Linked DNA regions of Arabidopsis thaliana: region 2 is linked to region 1. A link is a contact called in public capture Hi-C data. All regions are on one chromosome and are shown on one strand. The core of a region is the stretch at or near the end of the contact, and the rest is flanking DNA. Distances in the headings are between cores, read along the strand shown. Region 1 holds the start of MYB305 (myb domain protein 305). Region 2 holds the start of AT3G24420 (alpha/beta-Hydrolases superfamily protein).

What was found. Capture Hi-C pulls out chosen DNA fragments and counts their contacts.
Region 2: a capture Hi-C map of shoot shows a contact between it and region 1, with 2.7 times the contacts expected there. A contact is called at or near these places in 3 of 26 Hi-C or Micro-C datasets (root, rosette leaf and vegetative nucleus) and 1 of 3 other capture datasets (shoot).

Annotation. Positions count from the first base shown.
Region 1 is chr3:8,810,947-8,817,692 of TAIR10.1, forward strand. MYB305 (myb domain protein 305) reads right to left here and starts at 1,537. Exons shown (of 2, transcript NM_113337.4): 1 at 1,104-1,537; 2 at 65-918. The coding sequence starts at 1,384. The coding sequence ends at 390.
Region 2 is chr3:8,862,091-8,868,512 of TAIR10.1, forward strand. It overlaps AT3G24420 (alpha/beta-Hydrolases superfamily protein), which reads right to left and starts at 3,149. Exons shown (of 2, transcript NM_113349.4): 1 at 2,405-3,149; 2 at 723-1,453. The coding sequence starts at 2,793. The coding sequence ends at 1,021.

The DNA.
Region 1 (6,746 bases), core at 287-2,786:
ACAGAACACTTTCTATTAATCTACAAGAAACTCATTAGGATAATCCAAGTTGGAATAATCTACTGTAATATCTTAATCTCATCAAGAAGATATTTTCACTACAATATGCAAGTGACAAAAAAAATATTTGATCTATTGGAGTGAGTTGTGTTGTACTACCATTGACATAAGCATTCTTCCACATACTTTCTTAAATTCTACTACATCACTCTTTTATGATAAAACCAAATGAGCTTCTTACATCACACACAATTCATACCAAAATTATATATGTTAAAACCAAAAATCTCAAATAAATGAAACCACAAACTAAACTCAAACTCGACCTAAGTTGTCGGTCAAGTTTTTCTCTTTCATTATCCGGCAGATAAGATATTTTAAAGGTCAAGTTAACAGAAGGGAATGACCATGTTCTGGAAATAGTGCTTCCTTGGGGCACAAGCAGCGCCACCAAAACTTCCTTGTCCTTCAAAATCCAGATTCCATAAACCGTCCCAAATAGCGTTATCTTCATTCACATTAGCCTCAGGTATTGTTACCGGAACCACCGGGTAATACCCGTTACTATTTGGTTCACAACCAGAAGTTGTTGTTGAATGTGTGATCTGATGAGGTACATATAATGCTCCACTTTCGCCACTACTGCTACTGCTGAAGGTGTTATCACCATTGTTGTTGTCGTCATCTAGTAACGACATGATCTTTTTCATGTCGATTTGATTGAATTGAAGCAACTGTTGTTCTTGCTGCAACTCCATTTGTCTTTGCTGCTGAAATTGTTGCCTCTTCAAGATTCGGTTCTTTGTCTTCTCCGCACTGTTAGTTGGAGACTTCGTCTTCTTCTTGAAATGGGTTCGCCAATAGTTCTTGATTTCGTTGTCTGTTCTTCCCGGTAAACTACGTGCAATCGTGGACCACCTACAAATACAAATCATCAGACAAAAAACCTTAGAATAAGGAAAAAGAGATGAGTTACTTATTAGGGTAAAGCTACAATTGTTTCATATTTTAGTTTCGAATGTAATGAAAAAAAGTTAAGAGAAGAAAATTCTATTTAGCATACTAGAGGATGTGAATAAACAATCAAAGCTTAGGTTAATTACCTATTGCCCCACTTAGCATGTAACTCAAGGATAATGGTTTCTTCATGAGGAGTGATTTGTCCTCTCTTGAGGTCTGGTCTTAGGTAGTTAACCCATCTTAACCTGCAGCTTTTCCCATTTCTCTTCAACCCCGCGAGCCTCGCAACAGAGTTCCATCGCCCTTCACCGTGAAGCTGCACATAATCGATCAAAAGGCGGTCTTCTTCAGCAGTCCAAGGCCCTTTTCTCCAACCTTCTTCTACCATTCCCCATCCTCCTCCCATCCCTCCCCACAAACTCATTATTTCTTCTTAGTTTTTTTTTCTTTAGTGAAAGCTAAATAAGAGAAGTAGTGTCTTCTCCTTCTCTAACAGTCCCACCAATCTCTTTTTGTCTCTCTGTCTTGTGAAACCTAAGTGTTCCTCTGTTTTGTCTTTGTGTTGTGTTTTGTTCTGTTTTTCCTCTTCCCCTTTCATTATTTATATATACACTCACTCTAGCTCCTTGGCTCCACCACTTTTTTTGTTTGTTTGTTTTCTATAGAGATATAGACTAGTGACAAGACAATCTTTTTACATTTTTAGAGTTGTGTACCTTTTAGAATCATAAATATCATCTAACCACTAACTAAAAGAAAATTCCGTGCAATATACATACCTTTTTCCCCTTAAACTACAAAAATAGTTCTACAAGCTCTTAATTAGCAATAATTAGAATTTAATGTAAACACAAAAGAATTACGAGAACTTGGGTGCTCTCGTTACCCCTTTTCACTGGTCGTTTTCATAAGTCTTTCGTATGTATCATTTCCTCTGTCCATTCAACTCTTGATCTCCAAAGGCATCATCATACACAAATTACTAAATTACCCCTCTTGTTGGTATATTTCTTTTGAGTTTTAATCATGGATGAAAACATGCATTGATACATTAAACCAAAACTTTTCTTCTTTTCTCCAACTACATTTTGAGTCCTTAGTTGCTAACCAAATCTGAAAGACAAAAGTTTACAAGTTTAATTTTTTTAAAAACAATTCTAAGAATCTAAGCTTAATAGTCTCTGTATGGGAATTACAAGTATAGAAATTAATAAAACCCGAGAAATTAGAAAAGTTAACACATTGTAAACTAGTGTCATGGTAGGTTGAAATTTTTTGGATTAATTCCAAGGAGACGTAACAATGGTGAGTTGTGGCTACTTCATCACAATCAGTTTCAAAAACCTATCAATATATATCCTTATAGAAAAATATTCTTCATAACCTATAACAAAATTTTCATCTTCAAATGAAACAGTGAAGGGTCCAATGAAAATTTTCCCTTGAAGCACTATCTGATCGTCTCCCTATAGGCTATAAGCAAATACTTCTTACGCATATGGTGGAATGAATCAGAAGAATTTTACGAGCTATCGATCCCACATCAAAATTTCTGAAAAGGTCTTCCCAAAGAGTATCTTTCCTACATAACCTCGACAGACCAAGATAACCGTTCACTTACTACACAAGTTTTAAACTCATTAGTTTTAGGGTTTTTGTTTTTAATATGTTAAACCAAAAAAAAGAAAAATAAATTAAATCAAACAGAAATTATATTTGTATATATATATATATATATATATATATATAAACGAATTCAGCCTAAATCAAAAACTAAACAGATCCAAAGCATAATTTATTTGATTTCAGTTAGAATTCTATTGAAAAGTTTAAGAAACTAAATCAAATTTAAATGTTATAATTATTAAGCCACCCAAGCTTCATCATTCTCATATACACGAAACGAGGATATTACAGGGCTATTCATTTTGATCCATTATTTTATGCAAGATTAAAGAAATAATGTTAAGGCATTAGGTAACATGGTTTAACAAGGCATCAAATCCAATAGAATAATCCTTTTAATCTAAATTTTTATCTTTTTGATAGGGTTAAGCTAAAGTTATTTACAACTTGTGTTTTGTTGCCACGTATATGATCTAGAGGTTTAATGCAGGGACATATATTATGATTATTATAATTATTTAACTTCCTTAATGAACATTTTCTTAGAAAGCATAATTAAAAGTAAAAGAATATCATGGTGCTGGATTATTTTAAGGTTATACACATTATTGAACCACTAAGGTTTCTCCAAGTGTCAAGGATATTTATACATGCGATCTTACACTAATCTTTGTTGTTGTCGTATAAGATTCGTTGGATTCCACATAAGGAGTTATTACAATAAACTATAGAAACAAACCAAATAATATGAAAAAGTTGATGGTGTTTGTACGTCACCATGGGACAGGTGGTCTTATAATTCTCTCCTCTTAGATATTTGTAATGTCTCTTCTCATTTCTTTCTAGATATTGTGATCAATCCAAAAAAATGAATGTCTAGCGTTTCCATCTTTTTCCATAGTAGAAATCAAACAAAAAAATACTGCAAAATACTAATATAACAAGAAATATCTACGTGAAAGATGAGTTATTATATGTCATTAATAGCGTTTTATGAAAATCACAAACTATGTATTATGTCTCTGGTTTCATGTTGGGTACGTATTTCAGATGAACCTAAAACCAAAACTATCGGTTGGTTTTTGTTTCTAAAATACATATAACATTTTCAGTAACATCCAATAAATAGGATACTGAATGTTAAGTTTACGTGTATACATATTGCAACTTATTTATCAAAATATCAATTGGACGGTTGAAATTTCTTTTGTTAAGTCCATGACAAAACTAACGTCAACTCCAAATTTTTGATGCGACAAAACATAGTAGTTAGTTAATTAGCACTACAAACATTAGACTAATTTTCTAGAACTAGGGTCGGATTTAGGGTATTTCATGCCAAGCTTGACCGATCGACTGACCGATCCACTTGCTAGTCAAAGGTAATAGATTTTCTTTTTAATATAGATTACCTATGAATGAATCTTTTAAATGCCAAAATAAGGTACATCATCAAATCATAATTACTTAAATAATGCGTAAACTGATCGTATGGGTTTTGAATCTCTCAAGCTGTTACGGTGGAACTATTGGGGCACTTCGAAGATTAGGACAATTTCTAAGAAGTGAAACGAAATACGTTAAGACCTAATCTCTAGAATATAGTTCCCGTGTCTTTCCAAAGACATTTGATGCCTATAAAATATAAATCACATGACTGATCGGAAGAGTCGAAAAACACAAATAGAACTATGGTGAAAATTCAAATGGTTCAACAGATTTTTATTTTCTAAGTATTTTAATCAGATTTTGTTCACAAAGCAATTCTCAAATTTGTGTACCTCAACGGCTCAGAGACTACAGACACAAAGGCGTGCCTATAAGACGTCAGCAATATCATTCACTGATTATACATAAAAAATAATTTTTAATTGAATGATTAGACACTAATCACTTTTTTAATTCCACATGATTAATTATTTAATTGAATCATCTAATAAAGTTTTGTCGTTGGAGGTCATTTGAACTCCGTGTTTCGTACGGGTTTTCATATTATTTCTGACCTTTGTACTGCAAAGACATGTTTAGCAGCTAAGCATGTGATTTTGCTAGATATGCTTTTACGTTAAGAATTATTTATTTTATTTTAAAGTATGTCTTTTCAGGAGAATTATTATTTTTTTTTTTGTTTTTTTTCACATCATATCCCTCTCAAATTATTTGTAGTTTATGTGTGATTTGTTTTGGTATATATAATGTGTGAATTTGTTTTTTTAGAAACACTAGAGACTCCGTATTGAAATGTTTATTTAAATTATTTGATAGAACTCTTTTTTATAAACACATGTTAAAAAGACGGTCTTGCTCTATATCAGAAAATAAATTATCAAAACTTACTCCTAAACTATATCCGCTAGAATTTGTGTGTGGAGAAATATCGAAAATATAAATTCACATTTGGGATAAACAAAACATAAATTTTTAAAATGTCATAATTTAAAATTTAGTTTAATGTTTTTGATAAAACGGTCAAATTTCGTTGATTTGGCTACTTGGGATAAATCATTAAATTTTTGTTAACAAGTTTAATTTTTATTAAAAAATAAGAAAGAATATTGAACCAAAATCGAATTGATGATCTTTTAGACTAATACAACAAACTTTAAACCATTGAAGCACGATAGCATTTTCGTATGCTAGATATAATACTAGGTAGTAAGAGATGTGAAAGAAAAAATGATTGCAAAGAACGGATAACTTTGACTAATTTCTTACTAGATACGACAATTTTATCAAATATTTCGAATCGTACAAGTAATAAAATAAACAAAAATTCAAATCCAACGTTTCTGCGTGAGATGCAACTTGGCATGTACTTTGTTGATCAAATCATCGTAATCTTTTGTGTAACTTATATAACATTTTCGTCATTTTTTTTTTAAGTTTTCCCCCTTTTTGGTGACTTTCTTTGTCGATTAAAAATAAAGTTTGCACGATACTTTGGAATTAGCTTTTAAATTAATTATAATAATGTTGTTCCTATCTTAAGTTGAAAGTGCAGGGATGTGTACTTGCCAATAATCTTCTAGAACCAGAGTGAATCATTGTTATTCTCACAGCTTTGATTACAAACATTTCCCCCCAAAAATAAAATAATACAAAAACCATATATCAATTGCAAATCTATGGGTTCATATATGGTTTTGGTAAATTCTTTTATCTTTGGTTGTGACCCATATGGAGTATGACCTTGGCTGTGACCTTATTTGTGGATTCTAAATCTAGGACTTGGTTATAGTCGATAGACTCAATATGGATTGTAATTTCATAAATAGGATTTATGCAAAAAATGTATATGGGGAATTGTATTAGTAAAAAAAAAATCATTTTGCGGCATATCTTACCAAAGTTCGAATTCCGGTTATTGCGTTATCATGCATAATAGAGATTGAATTATGCGACTTGTCCATTCCAATAATGTCAAAAACAATTGACAATTTTTTATAACACTACTGAAAATAGGCACATTTAAACTTTTATTATATAAAATTAGAAATAGGCTTACTTAGAGGGATTTCCATAAACTTTTCCAAAAACTATTTGTTTCTGCACACACTCTGAAAGAAACTCATCTCTTCCCATCTAAAGATTTCAGACTCATCACAGTGCTCCTTACTCAAGCTATTATCTAGAACATTTAGAAAGAGCAGAATTCAAGAACCATATATGTTTCACGTTCGCCGGCTTCCATAGCAAGTGACATCATAACAAGATGTTTCTTGGCCTTTCAAACTTCTATATTTATTACATCAGGCCATTCTCCACATCCTTTTGGTTTTAGCATTATGATCCAACCACACCATGACGATTTCATGTGCAAGTTTCCTGAAATCTTCTTATAGGAAGAGTTTTTTTGCCATTATAATTCACATGTTTTTCTTGTAATTTTTTATCTCTCTCTTCTTTTTATTCTAAGTTTCATAGTGAAATATTTTGTAATGTCTTACTTATTCAATAGAAGTAGAATAATATTTATTCACATACAACTTTCCTAAACTTGATAGAATCCTATCTAGGTAAACAAAATTGGTCAAGAACTTAAACCATCTATTTCTTTTTATTATGCGTCGGATAAGACGTTTGATTTTTTTTGAAGTATATATTCCTCACATGTCTTTTTCTGAAACTTTTTTCGTCACTGCTCTTCTTTTTTATATAAC
Region 2 (6,422 bases), core at 1,899-4,398, 53 kb after region 1:
TTATTATTAACTATCTAACATCAAGTTACACCAAAATAATCCATTCAAACTGAAACGTACGGACAATAAATAAGTATTTTGTTAATCATATTCAATCAAGGTTCTTAATAACAGCTTTAACAAAAAAAAAAAGGTTCGTAATAACAGGCCAATTATATCAATATGGTTCTTTCAGATATCCAGATAATGTTTTTGCTCTTCAGATAATATATGTTTATGTAAATAATTATTATTGTATCAGGGTCAATGTCGTATCATTCTATATATCTTGTTTAAAACATCCCACAAGACGCTTAATCTAAGTAGAAATAAAAACAGAAGTCAACGACTGATTGCAATGATACTTTGTCAAGTTTGGTTTGGTCAAATATTTTGTTTTTGTCAAATTGATTTAATAAAAATACCAGTGATATATGGTCCGAACAACCAATTTTACTTAATGTTGGTAATAGTATTATTTTTATTTTTGTTAACTTAGGAAATCTTAGGTCGAAACTCTGACTATGTAATAATATATAGGGCTTATAAAACATCGGACAAACAACGAACGTTCAAACGAAGAACTTAATACACGACGTCATTCAAGAATGGATCAAGCTTTTGTTGATTTTCAAGTGTGTATGTTTACAAGAAGGTCAAAATAATTTGGTAGTGGACATTGGACAAGCATGCCAAAATGGCCAAAACAAAGTCCACTATCAATTGTCTACAACACTATAACCTTTTTCATTATGTATTTGTCTTTTTCTTGGAATGTTTTATTCAACAACAACAAAATTATCGTAAGAAATAAAAAATTTGACAGTGTGATATAAAGAAACTTATAACATATTACTTTCAATCCTATGTTTAAAAAAAAAACACTAAAAATGAAAATCATTGTGCTAAGAATATAATAACACATTCACATTACACAAACATATATGAAAAATTCTAATAGACCCACTTCGTTATATTAGTAATACGATATTATAGACAAGAAGAAACTCGATCAAACGACGCAAAGCTCTTATATAAGCCTTAAAACTCAAGGAGGCGCCTCATGACGCCAAGCAGCTCCAAATGTGATGTCATCTGTGGAAAATGCCCGATCGCGTCCTCGATGATCTCCACTGTCGATTTCCCCTTAATCTTCTCCTGCATGAAGTATGCGACGGAGACAGGCACTACGACGTCGTTTCCTGGTTGTATGACATGGCAAGGCACTGACACTTGTCCCAAAATCTCTCTCTCGTCGCTACCAAACACTATCTTAGCTAAGGCAAGAGCTGTCTCGGGCTTCATCTTCTTAAGGGACTTCTCGAACCTTTGGACCGAGAGAGAGTCTCTCGAGTCGACCACGAATGAGGAGAAATCAACCGCCCAAGCTTCGTAGTTGGAGCCAATGCTGGTAATGATCGTGTCAATGTCTTTTGACTCAAACCCTCCTTTGTAATCCTCACTGTTTATATACCTATTTGCATTTCAATCTAGTAACGTTACTAATTTGATCATCTAAATATCATTTTCTCTTTGCGCAAAAAAAAAAAATCATTTTCTTTTATATTATAAGTACGTTGCATTGATATATATAGTCAAACATTATCAATTGTTGCATTAAATTATGGCCGACTTTCTCACCTATAACTATAATAAATATCTAAAGTAATCAGTCAAAGTATGATACTTCAAACAGTTAACTCCCATTCGATAATTTCTATATATAGGAGAATATAGTATGTTAGTGGTCCACGTGATATATAAAGATGGGTTAAGTTTTAGTACTTCTAACTTTAAAAATGACAATAAATATATTGATTCATCATATGATAATAAAATCATAACACATTTTTTCTAATTTTCGATGTATCTGTATGAAATGAATGTCTTATTGACATATTGATAGCATATGTAGCATGTTTACATATATTCATCTACGTATATATGCGTAGACTGCAGAGAAGTAAGAGAAGATGTGATCATATGTCATATCCATCCAACAAGCTAGAAGCTGATCATGTCCACATGTTCAACACTTGGCAACAGTTACACTTCATTACATATAGATATCAACCACATAAAAACTATTAAATATTGGCTAATATAGTATATTATTGTAAATCATTATTTTTATTTTGTCTTTTTCCTCAAACACATATTCACGAAGGAATCTTGTACGATCGGTCAGACTGTATAACCTTATAATTTTGATTGCATGTGCTTAGATTTCTCTTTCGAACGTAAATTATAAATTCTAAATCATCGGTCTTCATCTTATTTACAGATATATTATCATATTTTATAAATAGATTCAATATATAGGCCTAAATGATGTTATACAGAACAGAAATAGATTATACATATGCTTTGATTTTTACTTCCAATTATGATTAAGGGTAAGTGTTATACTAAGAGTGAAGCGTACCTTGGAGAAGCAGCAATAAGGAGAAGATTTGTAAACAAGTCGGGCCTTTTAATAGAAGCAGCACAACCGATCACCCCCGACATGGAATGGCCTACGAACACGACAGGGCCAAACTTCAACTCCTCCATAAGAGCAATGAGATCGTCAGAGAAGACGTCTAAGGAGTTATACTTTGAAGGGTCATAGAGAGTTTGATCTTTAATGGCTCCAGAGAAAAGCCAGTCAAAGACCAAAACTTTGAAGGATTGGGACAAGACCGGTATTATTTTATCCCAAACCGACTGGTCGCCTCCGAAACCGTGTGCCAAGACCATCGATCTCTCTCCTGAACCGATGATTTTGGCGTTCATAGCGGATGCAAGGCCGGATATCTTCTGATTAACCACCATGCTTAAGTACAAGAGTTTTGTTAGATGGGACAACTTTGATAAGTTGTGTGCGTATATATAAAGGAGAAGAGAGATGGATTAGGTTTATGGTTCTTTAATTGACATTCAACCACCGATTTTATTAGGCTCGCATTTTGGTACATCCAAACATTTATGGCCTTTTCAACAATGGCTGTATTTGTATTCATTGTCCATCTACATAGCATCTTAGAGGATAAAACAATATCCATCATAAATAAGAATATACTACTCCATGTGAAAACGAAACTCTACTTTTTGGTAGTATTAAAAAGGTAATAATTATTTGGACTCGATATGAAGTATATATACTAGTTTTGTTTGTATGTGTAAAGTTTAGAGTATCAAAGTGTCTTTCTTTTTTTTTGGTGTGTATCAAAGTGTCTTTTTTTCTATCAAACAATGCATTTGTTGTAAAAACAATATTTTTTTCTTTTAAAGCTAATTTATTATTATTTTCGAAAAAATAAATGCATTAACTAATCTGACATTTAGACGTCAACATGATCTCAAATTCTCAATACATTAACATAACCATAAATCTTAATTAAGTTATAGTCAATGAAGAATAAAGCACACGGCAAATTCTAATAAATTGATTAACATCAATCCTTGCTAATCATAGGAGTCATCTACGAAACGTATAAAATGACCTTTTGTCTTACAATAATAACAACGCAAATTAATATAATTCTATTATATATACATCATTTTCGTTTCTCTCCCTTAGACTTTCGCATATATAGACACATCGGAAAAATATAAAATACAAGCAACTAATTGTAATCAAGTTTCTTTCTTTAATAACAAATCTTCAGAAGAATGGATATGAAAGAAAACGATATTTATTGTAATTAAATGTTTTCAATTTATATAGTATAATAAAACACATATATTAGTATACACCAATGACTCATTAGCTATATTTGATATTTCAAAAGCAGTAGCTGTGCGTGGAGTCAATATCTCGCCACCAACCGGGGAAACTGGTATTTAAAAGTGTATAAAAACGGAGATAAAAAAAAAAGGTGTACTTCTTTGACTTCTCTTGAAACAAAATTTTCTAGCTAGCTGCAAATACTTGGTTTATAAACTGGAATCCATGCTCTTTAAATTTCTGTGATGAAGAGGAAAAGCCTAAAAACGGAATAAAAAAACAGTACACGTGAGATGACTTGGAAAATCTTAAAAGACTCATTGAAAGGACTGAATTAAGTGTGAAAATATTGTGTTTTATATGTATAAACCATATATATATAACTTATATAACAAAGTAATGCGTCTGTGTAACTTTTCATAAGAAAAGATACCCAACAAATAAAAACAATGAACAATCGTCGAAAACCTAATCTAGGGATAGCCAATAAAAAAGCCTCTAAAATATCGAAACCAGAACGTGTAAGGTCCCCAATAACTTCGCTTAAAACTCAAAAGTACTCAAATTTATGTGAGGTTTAAATTGGTTCAAAGGTAAAACCAGAGATATCTGGGCGAGAAAAAAAAAGACAAGAAGCACACAACCGCCCATGAGGAATCTGAAGGACCAGACCCCAAAAGTTTTGTTTTGTCCATACCTTGTCATTTTCTTCTTCCAAATTTGGACCAATTATTATTTTACATTAAACTCAGAAAAGGTTTGAAATTTTCCTTTATCTTCACAGTTAATGATTTAGAGTAAATGTGTAAAGCATTCGAATATAATTACTGTTTTCACAAAAAGAAGAAGAATAATATTTTAGGTGTTGTTTTTGCATGTATGGATACAAAAGCTAGCCTCTATGCCTAATTGTGTTAGTATAGAGTGATCGATACTATAGAAGCTGTACTTTTTTCCGTAGATAACTAAAGACGAGGGGCAAAGCGATTCTCCACAAGAAGAGTAATTCCATCATATGTATAGCATAACTTTTTTGACTTTTTGACCTAAAGAAAAAAAGCATACTTATTTGACTAAATAAATTCGGTTCTGTATAAAGGCTGAAATACTGGAGAAAAAGCTTAGTTTTGTCGTGTAGTGATCAATGTATATTGACAAAAGAGAAGAGACTGGAAAAAAGTCTACGACCAACTTTTCCTTCCCTTTGGCCTTAACTTCACTCACACATCATTTTTTAATATTACCCAAATTTGTCCATTTTCAAACCATTAAGACGCGATATTGTGCATTTTGAGATTGTTAGCTTGTAGAGAATTAAACTTCGAAAATCCTAGTTACAATTTTATTTCATACAAGGTGTCACAGATCCACACCATACCGTTACCTTGTTGATATACAAGTTGAAGTTGTCCTTAGATATTATGAGCTTGTTTCACAAATCATAAGGTCTAAAAAAAGATTGCGATATGAGTTTGTTACAATCATTAGAATAAAAGAAAAAGAGAGTAAAAGAAAATAAGATAATAAATGAGGAAAATGAGAGTTGGAGAGTGGAGAGACTAGAGAATACAAATTGCCTTTTGCCTTTAAAAGCCGGTTCCTACTCTCTTTCTCCGAAATAAATGTCGTTAGCATTATTATCGATCGTATCTATCTATACACACATGCGTACCACCACGTGTTTTGTGCTATAATCATCCTATAATTCTTATTACCAATCTCTAGATTTGTTGTTACTTGTTTTATAAACTCTTTTGTTTTTCGGATTCATTTGGCACAACCTATCCAAAAAAAAGGTTTAAATGAGTATGTTTTAAAAAGAAACTAATGTTATTGCCAATCTGAGTACTCCGAAGAGATCAAGCTAAAATTGTAAGGACCAAATAACAAACAATCTTTGCAAACCTTTTTAGCTCAAAAGGAAACTACTACTAAACACATTATAAGATTGAACATGGTGACATAAATACAAACTACTAATTACAACTAGCAGTTTAAATATGATTCGTATATCATTGATACTAACAAGATTAGAAAAAAAAAACACTATATATAATGATTGATTAACAAGTTTCTTGTATCTTAGAAAAAAGAGGAAAAAACATATTGATTGTTTTTAGTTTTATACAACTTTGTACACATAATTAACCTGCAAAGAGAGTATTTCGACTATGAAAGGAATATGTAAATCATGAAAGGAAACTATTTATGAAAGATACAATAATATAAACGTGAGTTGTTCTCAAAAGGCATTAGCCTCTCATTTCCCATCGTATTTAAATGGGAGTATTGCAAGGAAAACATATATGTTGGTGTAAATGACTTTCTTGGTTATGCAGAAGAATGAAATTAAACTTCGAAAATCTCCAGACTTACGGGTTAGCTTAAGTGTGATGGCAAATCCAGCCAAGTCGTTGTGAAATCTCCCTGAACATTTTATAAAACAAAATAACTGTTTATTTTTCACATATCTTGAAGCTTAGTTTGAAATTTTTGCATGGTATTTTGGTTTACTATGCAACAATAAAACGGGTTTAATACGTATAATTTGGTGAAACTAACTGTTTTTTCCTTACATGGTCCACTCTCAACTGTTTTAAAGAGATGAAAAGTTATCATCATTGATTACGAAAATGATATCTAACTTCTCTTATACGCCCCACATCCACACAAATGCCTTAATGAAAAGGTTATCGCGTTTGCGATTAGAACAAACCAAAACGTTACCTTCAAT